Regions from separate parts of the Arachis hypogaea genome. Here region 2 is linked to region 1. Evidence: chromatin contacts called from public Hi-C data. All regions are on one chromosome and are shown on one strand. Each heading gives the region's core, a stretch centred on a gene start, on an enhancer-like site or on the middle of the called end of the contact. The rest is flanking DNA. Distances are from core to core; before and after follow the strand shown.

Region 1 (3,881 bases), core at 747-3,246:
CTAAGTGGTGAGTGGGGTATATATATCTGTATATGTAAATTAATTGTGTTGTTCTTGTTCCAGTCGGTATGGACATGGTGACGAATTTAAATGTAGACTCAATCATGAATCTCACTTTTTTTAATTGACTTGTTCACATTCACATACTATTTAATTTTGTTTTTCAGTTCATATTTTATCTGCCATAAATGTATTTATAGTTTTTCTGAATAAGGTTGATATTTTAATTTTAGTATTTTTAGTTTTATTTGAATTATCAGTTTGGTTTTTCTTTTGAAATTTACAATCTATACTTTTTATTACTATTTTTCACTTTAAAATCGCTTTAAATTTTGGACTATGTATCTAAGTATTTTGATTTCTTAATACGTAAAAACATTATTATTGATAATGATATGTTGGCCTAAGCGTAGAAATCAAAATTCTAACATCAAGTGATGATTCAACCTCTCTTGTTGAAGTAGGGTTAATAATGGATAGAATAGAGTAGTATTTAGTATTTATACTTTATTTTAATTTTATTGGTGAATTTAAATTGTTTTTAAAAATTAATTATATTTTACTTGTGAATTGAGAATTTTTTACTCTAATTCTATCTGTATTCTAAAGTTTAATATTTTATCTGACGATTCACAACAAATCAATTTTTTCAGTCAAATATAATATTTAATTATTTTGTAATTCATAAATATATTAATTAAGTCTATATTAAAATTAAAAGTAACAAAAATTATAATAAAATCCTTGTTAAAATTATAAAAGTGAAAAAATTTAGATTTGATCTCCATCAATATCATTATATATGCATAATAAATTTTAATTATATGCTATAATATATCAAGAGAGTAGCAGAGTTAGGTTAAGGATAAATCTGCATCCGACCTTACATATAGCCAGTGATGGAACCAAGGGAAAACCGGGCGTGTGTGTGTTAAATCATTAACTATTTACTTTTAAGTTTTTGAGTTTATTAAACATATTTTTTAGTTTAAATTTTACATAATAATTTTATAGATTATATTAATTTTTTTATGACTGATTGGATAATTATTGCATAGAATATATTATATTTTAAATTTTTAAAATAAGATTAAGTGTTTGTATTTATTTTATGTACACAAAAATTTTTTTAAATTAGAATTGACCTAAAAAATTAGTGAAAATATAATTTTTTTTTTTACATCTTCAATACGTTAAAAACATAAAAATATTTTAAAATTTTTATTATTCTATTTTTAAAAAGTGCTTTCAGATTAAATTTATTACAATAAAAAACTAAAGCTAAAAATATTGTAGATTTAACATTAGTTATAAGAATTTGGTTTTCTAATATTAAAATTTTAGTTCCATCACAACACATAATTTGTTTCGCTCTGAATTCGAACCTTATGAATTAGAATGCCATCTTATCTAAAGGGATTGGATCAGATTAAATATTCATAAATAGAATTAGTATTGTGAATCTTATATTAGTGAATGTATTTGGAAATTTTTATATTAAAAAATAATATTTAAGAGAGTTTAATTTTATCTTATAGTATAAACAAATTAACTCAACTTCAATGCGCGCAGTTTATATTTTTTTTTTATTAAAAAGTGGAGAAAGGGTTATTCAAAAGAGATTAGCTCATCATATCATAGTTCACTTAAGAAATGCTAATCATATATATATATATATATATATATATATATATATATATATATATATATATATATATATATATATATATATATATATATATATATATATATCGTATTGTTATTATTTATATTTGATTGCAAATCATTCTAAATACCAACTTGAAAAACTTGAAACGTCGGGGGAAAAATCATTCTACCAGACAATAATACAGGATGGACGCACGTTACTCTGAAAGATTTAATTTCGTAATTATATATTTTTTATTTTAAAATAATTTATACAAAAAAATTAAATAGTGTATACATAGTCAAATGCTTTCTTACATAGACGACAGGAGCTTCAAGTCATCATCAGATTAAAATAATTAATTATGGCAGCAAATTTTTGTTGTCTGACTATACTCAGAATATTCCACCTTCTAAAATCCCCAATTAAAAATTGAATCACAGCCTCACTTTGATTTTGTTCACCAGACGGGGTGCGGGACCCAAGTCCCCATCTCCTTTTTGAAAGGATAAATTTCAAATTTAATATTTGTTATTATTAAAAAAAATTATTGCCAATACAGACTTTAGTTTTTTTATTATTTCAAATCATACTTCTCTCAAAAATGAAAATTTTAAATAATTTATAACTGTAAAACATTTTTTATTTCATAAACTAATTTTTAGAATTGAGATAAGCTTTATCAATATTGATTCTAATATAATATTTCATTCGCATATAAATATTCACATTCTATCTTATTCACACGCAGACTCTGTATATAATGTTTAAAATTTTAAATATTCTTGTTAAATCTCTGTTCTTGATGACAGAAAAAACGGATGAAAAAAGAGATATTGTAAGAACAGAATTTAAGAAGTTTTTAATATAAATTTTGACTTTAAAATGATGAAAATTACCTTGCTATATATAGATGCCATTTTTTATATATTGGCTGCCATAAGCTTAACTATTCTAATCTTAACTATTTTAATTTTTCTAACTAACTTTTAACAAGCTGCAAGTGTAACTAATTTAGTTATGATAACCGGTAGTTTATTTTCTTTCAGTGCCCAACTGTCTCAATACCTGCTATCTACTAACATCCCCCCTCAAGCTAAGAGGGTGAAAATCGAATATGCCAAGCTTGGAATAGAATCTATTAATATATAATAGGAGAGTAGTATATGGTTGGTTGTTTGACAAGTGTCCAACCTATATGATCAACAAGTGTTTTACTTGAACGATTGACAAGTGTCATGTTAAAAAAATTAAGAAAACCAATACATGATAGTATAGAAGAAGCTATTATTGGCATTTGGATCTGAACATGTTGGATATTAAGCGGGAATTTGAATTTCAAATTCAAAATCATTTTGTTCCAAAATCATTCCTTTTCTTATCCTCATATATATGTTTGTTTTCATTTGTCCTCCCTAAATTAAAATTTGAAAAGATGGGTAGAGAAAATCGGAGAGGATTCAGGGAGACAGAGACTGAACGAAATAGAGAAGAAAATACGAGGTGATGAAAGAAAGAACGACTGAAGGAGAAGTGGCTGGTGACAACAGTGAGAGACAAGGACGCTAGATCGAGAGAAAAAAAGGAAGAGGAATGCAAATGAGGCAACTACGGTGATAGAGGCTATCGCCGCCCTTGGTTCCTTAGGAACGCGTCCACTGTATGGTAGACTAATATTTTATTTTTGTTGGAGGCAGTGCTTCCATAGTAACGCTAAGGGCTTCATTAAGGTATCTCTGTCCCTAAACTTATCTTCAGTAAATATATTTATAGCAATGGAGTGGGCTTGTGATTATTGACTGCAAGGAATTTCTGATGACCACTGATTTCTCTCCACCTTTTCTCTCAATCTCTCCTCTCTTACACCAGGATCTCCTCCCACGTTTCCATCAAAGCAGAAAAGAAGAAAACATGACGATGAAGAGGGGAAGCACGACGAAAGAAGGAGAAGATTGAGGCGATGACCGCGGTGAGAGACGGCATTCCTGTTGGATCCGCGGAACCCTAAATTTCACCGTTTTTGTTAAATATATATATTTATAAGCATTTGGAGTTGATTGCTATTGTCTTTCTTGCAGTCCTGCATCATACTAGGTGCTGATGAAAATTGATAAAATAGGATGGATCCTATAATTTGTAGAAAAGCCGAAGGGATCTGATCTAAAGGAATTGGTATGTTACTGGTATATAAAGCCCTAAACTTCTGACATGTTGCCTTTTGTTTTTTGGTTTT
Region 2 (3,881 bases), core at 723-3,222, 55 kb before region 1:
ATTCAAAGAAACCTCTTCCATCCTTCATAGTTTCCTGATTTAGCATGACACAAATCAAAGTAAAAAATGATAAAGTGAGAATAAGCACAACATAAAGAAGCTATAATGTAGACTAAACAAAAACTCTAGAACATAATCACAGAACAATTCCAATTAAGTAAACGTAGCATCCGATTCAAGTAAGAAACACATAGGCAATTGTAAACCACCGATGAATTGTTGCTTAATTATAATGGAAGAACAAACTTTCTGTGACTGAAAAAAAGAATAAAGCTCTAGATTTACAGCCTAAAGGAAAATAATATTCTAAGAGGATATTTTAAATACATATTAAAATTAAAAACAATCATCTTCAGAAATTTTATCATACTACAGCCATAAGCATAGTTTCGAAGTACCAGCTCAGTGTGAAATTAGAAACATGCTTAGCAGCTTATAGGTGAGAAAGTCTTCTGAACAATTAAGGGGAAAAGTCAGAGTTTGAAACATTTTAACCAGATCAGATAATTACAACCACATCCTCAAGTACACGAATCAAATTAAGGTTGAAACAATTACTTTTGGTAGTTCATAGGTGAGAAAGTACAAAGACTAAGAGTAAAAAGCAGTTAAGCAAACATGCTATGTACTGATTCATAACTTTCTATGTATTAATATAATAATAGAGTGAGTTCCACTGTAAAACTAAGTCATATGGGTAGGTATAAGATCATTGAGTAGTTATAGTTTTCTTAAAACTAAACTAAATGAAATTTTGACTAGTTTTGATAGCTTGAACTAACATATCTAGAGTTTATCCTCAGAAACAAATCGTTTCATGCCAACCATCAACTACTGTAAGATTGCTTTAATCTCAAGATGAAAAAGGAAAGGTCCTGAATTTCTGCATTTGAATATAGAATTAATGGATGAATTAAAATGCAAGTTTTCTTCTTCAAAAACATACCACATTTTGTGGATTAGGAAGGAAATTAAAACACCAACAACAGTCAAAGCAGTTCACCAAATCTTTTTTCATTTTTAATCAGAAGAAAAATTGAAAAAAACAAAACACCTTTCTGCCCAGATAACTTGAGATCCTAAACCAGATTTTTTTAGCAATTTTAGAGCTACACATCCAGAAGAAAAAACATGCAACAACATCATCTGAGAAAAGAGACCCAAAAAATCATTTTTCAAAACATATTATTGGAGTTTTGAGATAGCAATAAAACCACAATGTGGAAACCATTTTCCAAAATTGTCACCAACCATGAACAACACTCCCTCAAAACACAACACCCCAGATCTGCCAACTTAACTACAAGTACCAGTAACCAGTAACCATAAAGGGGCAAGAAAAAGGTAACACTTTTCAATGATTACTCACCTTAATGGAACCTGAGGAGCAGAATGGTGATTCATGGCAGAACTCGGAAGAAGAAGAAGCTATGGAAGTTGAAGCAGCTTCAGATTCTGACAAGTACTTGTCACAAGAACAATGAAGAATCTGAAGCATAGCAGAACATAAATCCAGTGTGAATTTGCATGATGAGATTGAAAGCTTTCTTTTTTTTTTCCCCTGAGCTTGAGAGAAGATTCAGTAACAGCTACAAGTTTACAACTAAAGACATATGCTTCACAACCCAAATTCAAAATAAAATATAAAAAAATGTTTTTTTAAATAAAAAATAAAAGGGCTCAAGATTCAGAAAAGTGAGGGTTTTTTTTTGCCTTTTTCTTTTTCTACTTTATTTGGCAAAGTAAACGAATGAGCAAAGAGGGAACAAAAAGAGAGTAAAAGCCAAATGGATTAAAGAATAAGAGTGTACAGCAAGGCAATGCAGTGCCATACACTACCCTCTTTCATGACTCAACCATGACCCCATGGCAATGGAAGAGAGAGAAGAAGAAGAAGAAAGAAAAGAAGACAATGGACACGTAAGTAGGACTTATAAGTTATATTGTTATAATGTTACTGTTTGATGAATCCTTAAACGGCTAAGATGGAAAGTACTTTAATGTTTTCTCAAAAACTGGAAACGCATATGAAAAAGAAAAGAAAAAAGAATAAATGAATGTTCTGTTATTTTATTTATCCGTTAATAAGCAAAAAATTCAATTAACCTTTTTGAGTTTTACTTTTACCACTTGGGCTTAACATTTGTGTTTTCCTAGGAATAAGTAGTATTGTCACATATATATATATATATATATATATATATATATATATATATATATATATATATATTATTCTATCTGAATTATTAATTTTTTTATTATTAAAAATATATTTTTTAATAAATTTATGACTAAAAATAGTTTAGATTGAGTTATACAAAATTTATTTTCTAATATTATAATTTTTATTACAATAATAAATTTTAAAGTTTAGTAAAAATTCTTATTATATTGCTCTTTTAATCGAATAATATATAATAATAATAACAAATTATTTAATATATGATAGATTTAATTGTAATCATACTACTTATTTCAAATAATTTTTCATTTATATTAAAACTAATCATGATAGATTAAAGAGATTGACAGAAAATAATATTATTGAAATGGTTAAGTACTTTTTTCATTTCTAAAGTCTTGAGTCAAAATCAAAATAGTCACTGATCTTTTTTTTTTGTTAAAATCATTCTCAACGTTATAAAACGTTATAAAATTATCATTTTCTACCTCAATTTTAATTTTTTGACTAAATTACTCTTAATAATTAATAAAAATAACAAACAAAAACACCCCACCTCCCACCCTAGATGTCTCTTCCCTTTCCACCTGTTTCTCCTACTCTCTTTAAATTTTTCCTTCCTTCCCCTTTTTCACCCAAAAAACTCCAATTTTTCTTCTTTCCTTCACAACAGCAACAACCAAATTCAACAAATTCAGTAGTAACAACAACAAAATAAATTCAACAGTAACATTCCCAAAATAAATTACTAAAAATTTTAGATTTAATAACAATTCAACAATCATCAACCGCAGAAATTAAAAAAATTAAAAAAAAAAGAAAAAACAAGTTTATGTTCTTCATCTTCAAAAAAAAAAAAGAAGAAGAACGAAAAGAGTAGGAACGATGATGAACCCAAAACCCCTTAAAACAGCCAAACACCATCATTTGAACAAGCGCCAAAGATAAGAATTTTCACCCACTCGTACACTCCCTCCACGTTTTGTGTGCCGTTTCGAAAGGAGTCTATGGTTGAAGCAGGAGGAACGATTGGGAGTTCGGAGCATCCAGAAAATTACAAATCGCCAAGTCCTCTTTTTGCTGTAGGTCCTTCACCACTCGCTTAAGTTTTGCCAGCGCCTCTTTCTTCTTCTTTGCCTCCACCTCATTCAGCAGATCCACGAGTTTTTCTATTTTCTGCTCAGGCCGGTTCTCCCTGATGAAGTTGCAGCAGAGCTGGAACCTACGTCGTCGTCGTCGCGTGAAAAGTAACCGTAGCGTGAGGTGCCGCAACTAAGGGAAGATCTTGCGGCTTCTGAAGGAAGTAAGGGAGTATGGCGTGAAAAGGGGGACGGATGTGGTGACTGGTGGAACCAAGTTTTTGAAGCTTTTTTTTTTAATTTTTGTTTAAGGGTAAAATCATTCAAAAAATGTTGTTCCTGGACAAAAGGATGATTTTATAATGTTTTGTAAAGTTGAGGATGATTTTAATAAGAAAAAAGGTCGGAGACGATTTTGATTTTAACCCAAGACCTTAGGGACGAAAAAAATACTAAACCCTTTCAATAAAATTATTTTCTCTCAATCTCTTTTGTGTGATTTAAAAACAGACGCAGGCCAATTTTTAGGGGAAAAAAGTTCAACATAGATTCTACAATGGTAAGTAGAGTTTAGGGTTGTTTTACATTAATGGTGTTGTAGTTTGAGATAGGTTGTTTTA

The links. Hi-C and Micro-C count contacts between places; a contact is called where the count stands out from the background.
Region 2: a Hi-C map of an unstated tissue shows a contact between it and region 1, with 6 times the contacts expected there. The contact joins the promoter of LOC112702667 here to the enhancer-like site in region 1. A contact is called at or near these places in 4 of 8 Hi-C or Micro-C datasets (leaf and an unstated tissue).

Annotation. Positions count from the first base shown.
Region 1 is chr7:16,776,741-16,780,621 of arahy.Tifrunner.gnm2.J5K5, reverse strand. No RefSeq gene overlaps it. Among protein-coding and RNA genes, the nearest start is that of LOC140174466, 6.5 kb to the left of the region's middle. Within about 2 kb of position 1,996, at least 1 of the 3 cell types and tissues checked has open chromatin away from gene starts, as enhancers often do.
Region 2 is chr7:16,831,709-16,835,589 of arahy.Tifrunner.gnm2.J5K5, reverse strand. It overlaps LOC112702667 (probable inactive receptor kinase At5g58300), which reads right to left and starts at 1,972. Exons shown (of 3, transcript XM_025753795.3): 1 at 1,370-1,972; 2 at 1-34. The coding sequence starts at 21.